2 separate regions of the Mus musculus genome follow, and region 1 is linked to region 2. The links are chromatin contacts, called in public capture Hi-C maps. All regions are on one chromosome and are shown on one strand. The core of a region is the stretch at or near the end of the contact, and the rest is flanking DNA. Distances in the headings are between cores, read along the strand shown. Region 1 has its middle 6.9 kb from the start of Ralgds. Region 2 overlaps Notch1 (notch 1).

What was found. Capture Hi-C pulls out chosen DNA fragments and counts their contacts.
Region 1: a capture Hi-C map of embryonic tail shows a contact between it and region 2, with 3 times the contacts expected there. The contact joins two enhancer-like sites. A contact is called at or near these places in 2 of 9 other capture datasets (embryonic tail and pancreatic islet).

What each region holds. Positions count from the first base shown.
Region 1 is chr2:28,524,079-28,529,012 of GRCm38.p6, reverse strand. It overlaps a transcript of Ralgds not described here. Among named protein-coding and RNA genes, the nearest start is that of Ralgds, 6.9 kb to the left of the region's middle. RefSeq lists an enhancer at 2,067-4,654. Within about 2 kb of position 3,127, at least 344 of the 459 cell types and tissues checked have an H3K27ac peak or open chromatin away from gene starts, as enhancers often do. A contact at or near this core is called in embryonic tail, where this site is marked.
Region 2 is chr2:26,485,130-26,490,534 of GRCm38.p6, reverse strand. It overlaps Notch1 (notch 1), which reads left to right. Exons shown (of 34, transcript NM_008714.3): 3 at 5,086-5,348. Among named protein-coding and RNA genes, the nearest start is that of Notch1, 16 kb to the left of the region's middle. Within about 2 kb of position 3,629, at least 107 of the 459 cell types and tissues checked have an H3K27ac peak or open chromatin away from gene starts, as enhancers often do. A contact at or near this core is called in embryonic tail, where this site is marked.

The sequences.
Region 1 (4,934 bases), core at 1,878-4,377, 2.0 Mb before region 2:
TCAGCCTCAGGGAATTCATGCTCTGGATTGTTACACTCTGTCCCACCAGCGAAACTCCACGCTGGCAGCCTACTGAATGCCCCCTGCCCCATCACAAGATACCCACTTTGGACCTACCCACACTGACAACCCTGGGGACCACTAATGCTCCAGGTGTCACATGAAGTACACAGGGGCAGAGAAGAAAGACAGTGAGGACACAAACACATAGAAACGGAAATGGAGACTCAGAGCTGAACCCAGACTGAAAACTGAAGAGAGGAGATGGAAGGGGGAGGCCGGGGGTGTGGTGGTGGGAGAATAGACAAGCTGTGGCCTGTGTGAGCTGATCAGAGCAGTCAAGGGAGCCACTGAGCACGTGCAGTAGCTCCATGTGTCCCACAGTCTCATCGGTCCCTAAGCCTAGAGGCAGTGACATTTGTCCCCCAGCACACCCCAGAAAGGCCCTGGCATCAGGCTCCCATTCCCTTCCTTCCCCGAGAGCGGTCAGCAGGCTGCCAGCCTGGCCCTCCTCTTATACTCAGCCAAGTGCCAGGTAGAAAGCGTCCTGAGGCTCTGGAACCCGGCTTTGAGCCCTACTCCCTGCTCCATGTCTTCAGAGCCCCAGGCGCAAATCAGAGCTCAATATCTCTCCCAGAAAGAAGAAGACACTAAGAAAACAACGAGGACCACATACCAGCTATCGCTCTGAGTCAAGTGTAATCCAAGAAGCACCATCCGACATTAGCTGTGAGCTGCTGTGACGGCCCACAGGCATGCTGTCTGCCACTGCTGGGGACAGGTGGCCAGCCAGAGCTCACACACAGCACCCCAGCCTCTGAGCTGACACCGGGTACAGGAGACAGCTCTCCTGGTGCTTCTAACCAAACTCCTTCAACCAGTTCTGACAAGAAGAGTAAGGAGCCCTAAGGTGCCAACTCCCATGGCCCAGGCCAGGTCTTGGCTGTGACCTGACAGCCTTTCTGGCAAACACTTACCTCAGCAGTGGGTGCCAGCAGAGGTGCCGGGCAAGGTGTCGGAGGAGTGGGAGAGTGGGCAGTGGTGCGGCGGGCAATGGCCCACCGCCTGGCAGTCACCACTGAGACACAGGCAAAGAACACTGAGCCCTTCCTCCCCCTGGGCACAGCAGGCCTAGCATGGACCCGGTCTGCTTCCCGGGCCATAGCAGGGCGAGAACCCAGTGGGGAGTGGGCTCTTTGGCAGGCTGTCGGATACTGTGTCTGTAGCCCGCCTGCCCCAGTGGAGTTGAGCTCCAAGAGTGCCTAGGCCTACTGTCACCTGCATGGCTGTCATACCTGCTGCTGTGACGGGCAGGGCCAGGAATTCCCGCTTGTACCAGGCCACAAGGCAAGCAAGGATGAGTGGCCAGGACTCTGTTCTGGGGTGGCCTAGTCATCTATTGCTAACCTACACCCCTTAGGTAGACCTAGCTCTCTCCTCCTATCCTCTGCCACCAAGACCTCATCCCACGGATCTCCCTTGGGGGGCTGGAACTCTCTACACTGGGATCAAAGCAGCCTTCATCAGGAGCAGAGTCGCCAAATGAGCATAAGCCAGGTCTCGAAGCCCCATGTCACCATTCTAGAAGCCTTTCCTGACCACCTAATTCATAGCTCCTGTCCCGGGTATTTGGCATGGATTTTTTTTAAAAAAACAATTATTTATTTTATGTATATGAGTACACTATAGCTGTCTTCAGACACATCAGAACAGGGCATCGGATCCTATTACAGATGGTTGTGAGCCACCATGTGTCTGCTGGGAATTGAACTAGGACCTTTGGAAGAGCAGTTAGTGCTCTAACCATTGAGCCACCTCTCCAGCCCCTGGCATGGATTTGTTTGTTTGTTTGTTTGTTTGTTTTTGAGACAGTGTCTTGTAGCCCAGGCTGACCTCCACCTTACTATGAAGCCCAGGATGACCTTGAACTCCTAATGCTGGGATTACAGACGCTGCCAGCCCACCGGGCACAGTACTTCATTTTCAGCAGAGACCGAGTAGGGTGGTAAACACTGAGTACTACGCCCACCAAGATTTCAGAAAAGAGACCACAGAAGAAGTAGGTGGGATGTCTGTCCGTCAGGAGCAAGGCAGCAGCTGAGCTGGCGTCAGGCTTTAGAGCAGCTCACCATCCTTCCCCTGACTTTACTGCAAAACAAACACTGGAAGCCACTAACCGAGCTCAACACCCCTCTGACCCAGAAGAACCAGGGTCAGGGGAAGAAGCCTGGCTCCTACAGCCAAGCCCACAGGCTGCTTCTGTCTGCAACCACAGACCTGACCCAAGGCCCACCAAGCCCAGGAGGAAGTAGGCAGAAGCCAGGCTGTATCTTTACCCTCCTGGAACTCTCGCTGGGCTTCCAGCACTGAAGAGGCAGGAAGCCAGTGGTGGCCAGGGACTCTCCAGCTCCCCCAGAGGCACTGCAATCCCCAGTGGGGGTGGCAGAGACCCAGCATCCAGACTGAGCCCGCCAGCACCCTAACTCTGTTCTCTGAGCAATGCACACCCTCTTCCAATGGTCTTCCTGTGACTCTTCCAGAGTGACTGACTGATCAGTGGCTCCAAGCCTTGAGGAGGGAGGGGGCCTCAAGCCTTGGCTCCTGGGCCTGCTTGGTGCTGCCGCCTGCAGGACTTGCAAACACACCACACTCCTCCATATTGGCCTCTCTCTCCTGTGCTACCCACCTAACCACTGGTGTTGGCCGGTACAGGTTTACCGGTGAGAAAGGGGTTTCCCCACAGAGGCCTGTGGAGGAAGTATGAAGGGACCAGAAGGGCAGCGGCATTATGTTTGTGTCTTTGACGGAGCAGCGTTTACATGGACTTCCTGACCACCTGGCCTGTGCAAGATACAATGCCTGCCCCGGATGCAGGCTCCTTATTGCCCGACAGACACTCCCTCCAGCCCTCCCAGCATCTTCCAGGCCTAGCATTCTGATTTCCCCAACCCGCCCCAACCTCAGCTTAGGCTGCAGGGCTTGATCCTGCAGCTACTCTGATTCTCACAGGGCAGGGCTGCCTGGGGCAGCAACACTGAGCAGGCTGAGAGGGCTGGAGGGTCTGAGTCACAGCTAGGTCAAAGAACAGGACCAGAAGGACCAGCTGCCACTCCTGAAGCTGGGGTTCCAGGAGGAGGGACCAAAGAAAGGGAGGAGCCAGTAGCTCCCAGCCCCACCCTGCCACAGGCTGGCCCTGAGAGAGCAGGCCCTTTGTTCCAGGCCCTCGGGAGCCACGTGACACCTGTCACTGTCACTGCCTGGAACGGAGGATGGCCACAGGAGCTCCCAGAGCCACAGAGTGGGCTCAAAGGGCCCCCTGCCACAGGGACAGCGCACCACCCCTGCCTGCACACCAGTGTATATGATCCTGCCCATTCTCTCAGGACGCCCCTGTCATCTGCTCTGTTCTACACACCAGTGGCCCTGGGAGAAGGTACCTGGCCACTCACACAAGCCTGCATGGTGTCCCTAGGCCCAGATGCTAGCGTCTGTGGGGGTACTACCGCTGTGGGAGTGTCTTCCCGCCCTTCACAGGTTGGGGGGGGGGCTCTGAAGGGTGAGAGCCCATTGTTTATAAACAACTGGTAGCTGTGACTCAGCTGTGACTCAGCTGAGTGCTGACTCGCAGAGCTGTTTACAACGCACAGCATCCTGTCCCTGAGGCTGACTGGGGACATGGCTCTGCTCTTCTTTCCTGCTGCCTGCTGACCTGACACTCGGGGTCCTATGGGGGAGTGAGAGGACAGTTCCTCTCCAGGAACTGGGCCCATCATCAAGTCACCCCACACATGTTCCTGTGGTCCGTGCTTCACTGGCTTCTTCTCTGGGGCCAGGGAGAGTGCAGGCCTCAGCTCTGGCCAAAAGGCCCCGAGCAGTGGTGCTATCATTGTCTGTACTCCTCAGCCCCAAAGCAAAATTTACCCATAGAGGGAGTAGATACCACAAAGCCCTGGTCCCCAGTCAGGCCAGGCTTTTAGCTCTTCTCAGTGAACACAAAACATTTTCCACCTAGCCTGAGACAATGCTGAAGCCACCATAGTTATCTTCATGGGAAAGCTGGGGACAGAAGCCCAGAGAAGGCAAACAATCTCCCCAAGGTCACGAGGCCATGGAGATGCTCAGACCCACTCAGGGTCCAGGGCTGCCTGCTTTCTTTTACTCTCAATCAAGTTAAAGATCAGAAAATATTTATGCCTGGTAGCACTGACAGGTGCAGCAAGGCTGCAGGGTTCATGTCACCGAGGGCGGCGGTCTGCCGTGGACAAGCCTGGGCTGGGATACTGACTTCTCTTTCTCCTGGCCACTGTCTGTAACCTGCTTGGTGCCTGGAGTCCCAACTACTAGGTCTGAAGGGCAAATCTTTCCCACTCGTTCCGTAGTTTAGGTCAGTGACCTCGGAGAGCCTTCACTTACAAAAACCACCCAGTGTGGACGTCACTGAGTCACCACAATGAGCCAGGGAAAAGGCTTCTCACAGCCACGCAGCAGGGCCAGTCATCCAGTGCTGCTGGCTGTGGCTGGTGTCCTAGCTGCTCTTCCCAAAATCTCTTGCCTGCCTTAAAAAGACCAGGATGCCTCTGTCCTTGCGGTGTCACCCATGGTCAGGAGGAGCATCTCAGGAACTCCTGGGGTTTTGAAGGGCCAGAGCTTCCAAATGACTTATGGGAAGCTTCATAGAGCCATGGGTGTTTTTTGTTTTGTTTTGTTCTGTTTTTTCGAGACAGGGTTTCTCTGTATAGCTCTGGCTGTCCTGGAACTCACTTTGTAGACCAGGCTAGCCTCAAACTCAGAAATCCACCTGCCTCTGCCTCCCGAGTGCTGGGATTAAAGGCGTGTGCCACCACTGCCCGGTGAGCCATGGGGTTTTGTTGCCTTCTCCTGGCAGTCCAGAACTGGGGAGGCCAAGAGCACAGAAGCACATGCCACACCTGCCC
Region 2 (5,405 bases), core at 2,380-4,879:
TGCCTTCCCTGCTGGCGCAGGTGAGGCACTGATGCTGGCTGTAAGCAGCAGTGTTGCTGTGCCCTCTAGGAACGATGCTGGCAGATACCCACGTGCTTGTGCACATCTATCCACAGTGAGGCAGGAAACTGGGTTGAAGAGGGCTATTCTCACCCAATGTTCTAAATGACCTTCAGGCAAGTGTTTGGATCCAGGCAGGTTTAGTAGGAGAGCGAGGCACTTGATGCTCTTTGCCTTGAGTTGTGTGGGGAAGAGCAGGGATGGAACTGTAGTCTGTAGGGGTCCCCTGTCTCTTGGGCTTGAATCAACTGTTCTGAACCAGGGAGGATACCAGGGAGTCACTCAGCCTGCTGTAAGCACCTTCCTTCATCGAGGCACCAGAATTTAGGGGGCTTGGGCTAGTCTCTGCTCAGGTTCCAGGGCCAAGGTCCCAGAACCTCTCTCCTGCCCCCCTCCCCAAGCCTTTGCCCTGGATGGGGCTGGGTTTGTTGACCCTGTGAAAATCCTACAAGGTGGGCTTTGAGTGAGAGGTAGCCCTGGTTTTGGACCCATTGTGTGAAGGTTGGGTGGCAGGCAGCAAGCTTTACTGTATTTTTACTGAAAAGAACAAAATCAGGCTGGGGTAGGGATCTGCATGGAACCATCCCTTGGGTACAAGAGAATGGTCACCACTTGTTGAGTGGGAGCTTGCAGAACAAGGGCTTCAGCTATACTTGGGTGGCTGCAGACACAGGTAGAGCAGACTAAAGAAGGCAAGGGGCTCCCTCCACCACCATCACTCTCAGTGGTGCTGGGGACCTGAGGTATGCAGTCATGCACTGAGCCACCCTCTGCCTCTGGGCCCTAGGAGCTCAGATGCCTCAGTGCAGGCCCCTGGTCCCAGAGAAGAATAAGCAAGAGCCTTGATGCTCAGATAGGGGCCTGTGGTGCCTCCAGTCCTCAGATGGGGGCTTTAACCTGTGCAATGAGTCCATTTCTTGAGGGAGGGACTGTACTTTTGTGACTCAAACCTAGCCATGCTCAGAGTGAGAGTCCCTCAGCACCTTGCATCTGCTGGTGCCTGCTGCAAGGGCCTCTCTTCAACATCCCCCCTCGAGACAGACAGGCAGGCAGACAGACAGGCACACTCACAGAGAGAGAGAGAGAGAGATCTTTCTTGCAAAACTGAGGTGCCAAACTGAGAGTTCCATCTCACCATGTAGCAGTTAAAGCAGTGGAGCTGGGAGGGTCCTACAAGACGTGTCCCTTCTGAAAGTGCTTTCTCTCACAAGGTCTTCTGGCCCCTGGGTTCTGGGAAGCCAATGAAGGGGCTCCAGTGTTGACAACCCACCCTACCCCCTCCTCACCCCAGCTATCTCAAGTTTAGTAAACCTACTCCTTTCCCCAGCCCTACTTGGCCATAAACCCACCAAGGGCAGGAGCTAAAGAACTCCCACTACAGTCCCTCTGCCCCCTCCTCATTTTGGGGTGGAAGGAGCTGTCATCTGTCCCCTGGAGGTGGCAGATGGCCATGTAGTTTAGAAAGGAAAACAGCACTTTAGAATTAGTCCCGGGTGAGAGGCCACAGCAACATCTGCCTCTGGATGCTTTGGGGAGTCACATTTCCATGGAGTGGCGCTGCCAGGGAGGTGGGAGTCAGCACAGTGGAAATGCTGAAGCCGCCAACAAAGCCCAGGCAGCAGTTGTGGGATGTCAGGCACAGGGGCCATTTGTACTCCTCTGAGTCTGCAGAAGCCACCCCTTCCTGGGGCCCCAGCCTGCCTGATACTTACCTGCAGCCAGCCACAGTGGGACAGGTCACACCCCAGGCAATGGAGTATGTGGTACAGAAGAGGCAAAGTGGAGAAGCAGGTGGCCTAAGGAGCCCTAAGAAGGAAGTAAGGGGAGGGCACACCTGCCGTGGCCGGGTTCCCACTGTGGAGGACGCCCGAGGAGAGCATTGCAGGTGGTTCTCATCTCGTTGATGGCTCGGGCTCTCATCCTAAGCAAGTCCCACCTTCCCATTCTGGGAAGGTTTTTCCCTACCTAGACAAGAGGTGACTCGGGAAGCAGAGGACATCCTGGGTCACTCGGGGAGGCTCTGGTTGGTGTTCGGGGACTGCCCAGTGAGTGGGGCTTCCCATGTAGGGCTTCCATGCCTCTATGTTGCTCACATCCACTGACACTGGGGGATTGTGGCCATGGCTGTAGCCCAGCTGTGGCCTAAATGTCCCTTCTTAGGGACATTTGAATGCTGTGTGGAGAGCACATGGCCAGGTGTTACAGAGGTCAGACAGGTAGGCGGTAGTCAGAGGAGAAGGGCTTTTGAGCTGTTGTCTGTCTGCCAGCCCCCTGTCCTAGACCTAGACCCTGCCACTTGGCTCCAGGCATCTGAGGGATGATCCCATCCAAGTGGCCCTGCTGGTCCTCCAGCTATGGAATGCTGGTGGTGGATGGTGGCCTCAGCCATGGTGGTGGACCCAACTAAGCAACATGCCTGCGCTATGGTGTCCCCAAGCCCAGGGTGGCAGTGGGGTGGACAATGGGCCTTCTCAGCCACCACATTCCCCCACGGAGGAGCGTCCCTGGCCACCAGCTTCCCAGCTCCTGCCCCACCCGCTGGTGTTGGCGTCTGGCCGCGCCCAGCAGGGGCAGCTGTCCCCTCCACAGATGCACCTGCTCCCTGCTGCCCTTTGTCCACGCTGCCGGCGCCTGATTTATTGGCCATATTTTCCCCCTTGCTGGTCCAGCGGAACACAGCAGTGTTGGCAAGTGTGCATCCCATCCAGGCGGGTTCCCCAGTCTCTCGCTGTGCTTCTTATTCAGGGTGCTGTAGGGAACACAGCCCATGGCCGGAGGGAAGAGGAATGTGAGCAAGCTTGGAGCCTTTGGTTACATTCAGTGTCTTTATCCTCAGAGACCTAGCGGGGGTTGCTTAAGGACTGGAGACCTAGCATCAGGCTTGCCCCATTTTTCCCTCCCAGGGAAATCTTCCCGCCTCTTGGAGCCTCAGTCTCACTGGCCTAGAGCTCCCCCACCCCCTTAGCCCGCAGGAATGGGTGGACGCAGCAGCTCCATTGGCTTTGAAGATGAAGCTCCCTCTGTCCCTTAACACTCCCTCCCCCGTGACTTCACCAATGGCTGGGAAAGAAAAAAAAAAACCTTTTCTCCAAGTGGGCTGAGGCCAACCCTGCTTGACAAAGAGGCATTGATCCAGAGAGGAGGGCTGCTTCTAGGGGCCAGCCTCAGCGGGCAGATCCCAGGCTCCCAGCAGCCTCTCCAGCAGGCTAGTAACTGGATCCATGAGTAGAAAGGCAAAGACTGCCTCCCAGCCTCCCCAAGGTAGATTCTACCAGAGCCTAGGTGCCCCCAGAGAAGCAGGTGTGGATCTCAGTGGCTGGCCACACTGGTGGGGAGGTGCCTTCCAAGGCTACCCCCCCATGCAGGAGGAGCCAGATGTCCCCCATCCCCACCCCACCCCCCACACCAAACACACTTCCCATGCTGGACAGGAACCATTGCAAAGGCTTGCGTTAACTCCCTGGGGAGTGGGGGTGTGATTTGTTTTCTTTAAGCCAGTTGGTTTGAGACTTTTGGCTTCTGGCAACAGATGGTCACCAGAGTGGCCATTTTGTGTCTTCCATACCCAAGCGGTAGACACAGATGAAAGGCTTCAGAGAGGACAGATGTCTCCCAGTACTTCTACTGAGATACCTGACCCCAGACCCCATGCTGCCTCCAGCAGCTCTTAGTGGGGAGGCCTCTCCTGGGGCCACTCTCACACGGGGTGGGGGGTGGGGTTGATTATAAATAGTTGTTTAGAAGCAAGTGGGGACTAACTGGTTGGCTGGAGGTAGGGATTGAGGCAAGTTACAGCCAAAGCTTGGGGTGCATGGCGGGGTGTGTGTGTGTGTATGTGTGTGTGTGTGTCAAGGGGCAGTCTGCATGCCAGTGAGCAGGCTCTGGAAATCAGGATGGGCTGTGTGTAGCCAGCACCTGGCTGTGACCCTGCCATGGGGGCTGTCCTGTCAGCTAGCACGTTCTGCCTCAGAGCCTTTGCCTCTGGGAAGAGCTTGGCTTGGCGGCTCCCAGAGCCTTCTGTGGGAGTGTGGGGCCAAGAGGTGGGGCAAGAGTGGGGTCAGGGGTTTATGGCCCAAGCTCTGGGAGCTAGGCAGACAGGTGGCTGAGGAGGCTACTGAGACTGGGGCAGTGGCACACCTTGAGCTTGTCCCCGTAGGGAACCAGCAAATCTAAGCCTGGAGACAGCAAACCCCCTCACCTGTCTGGAGGTGGGTCAGGCTTTCAGCCTCTGTCCTTCAATGAATCATGTCCTCAGAGGACGGTGCTGATGCTACTGATACAGAGTGCGTGGTACAGAGTGCGGGGTACAGAGAACTTGTGTCTGGAGGTTTTATTTGTCCCTGAGGGGGTGCCATTTTGGTTTGGGGGTATGATATGAAGAACCTGTGTCTGAGAGCGGAGTTGTAGAGAGTGGGCAGCAGCCAGCATCCTGGCATAGTCCCCTTGCTACAGGGCAGGAACTGAAGAGAGAGAAAGCACACACAGTCTCCAGTCTGCTCTGCTTCCCGCGTCCACTGTGCTATTGATGTTTGAAAGTGGAAGGAACCGTGAACTCTTTTATTACCCAGATGATGCATATTCATGACAGAAGCTGGGAGAGAAAAGCAGACCAGCCTCCTAAATGAGAGTTTCACAGAGTCTATGTCGACATCCCCCCACAGGGCTGGGGGGAGGGGGCTCTGCTGCGCCTGTAGGCTCACTTCGAGTGTAGACCCAGATTTGAAATCTGCCTGGTTTGAAATTCAGGCTGGTCTTGTCTCTAGCCTGGCCCCAATTAACAGTCATTATTATTTCTTTTTTATTGAGGTGAGGTTCACTTAGTATGTGAAAGTAACCCCTTTAAAGTGAGCGCCTCCATGGCATGCTCCAGAGCTTACGTCATCCCAGAAACCTCTGCCCAGCAAGCAGCCACTGCACCTCCATTCTAGAGCCTGATTCCAGTTGCACCCACTGCCCAAGGTCGGGTAGCCTGTGGCCATGAGAGATGAGGGCGGGGAGCTGACTGCCCTACATGTCTGTCAACAGCTGCAGCGGAGCCTTTGTGGGCCAACGATGCCAGGACTCCAATCCTTGCCTCAGCACACCGTGTAAGAATGCTGGAACGTGCCACGTTGTGGACCATGGTGGCACTGTGGATTATGCCTGCAGCTGTCCCCTGGGTTTCTCTGGGCCCCTCTGCCTGACACCTCTGGACAACGCCTGCCTGGCCAACCCCTGCCGCAATGGGGGCACCTGTGACCTGCTCACTCTCACAGAGTACAAGTGCCGCTGCCCACCAGGGTGGTCAGGTAAGGGCTATAGGAGGTTGTGAACTTCACGGTTGGGACCCTTAGGCCTGGGCCCAA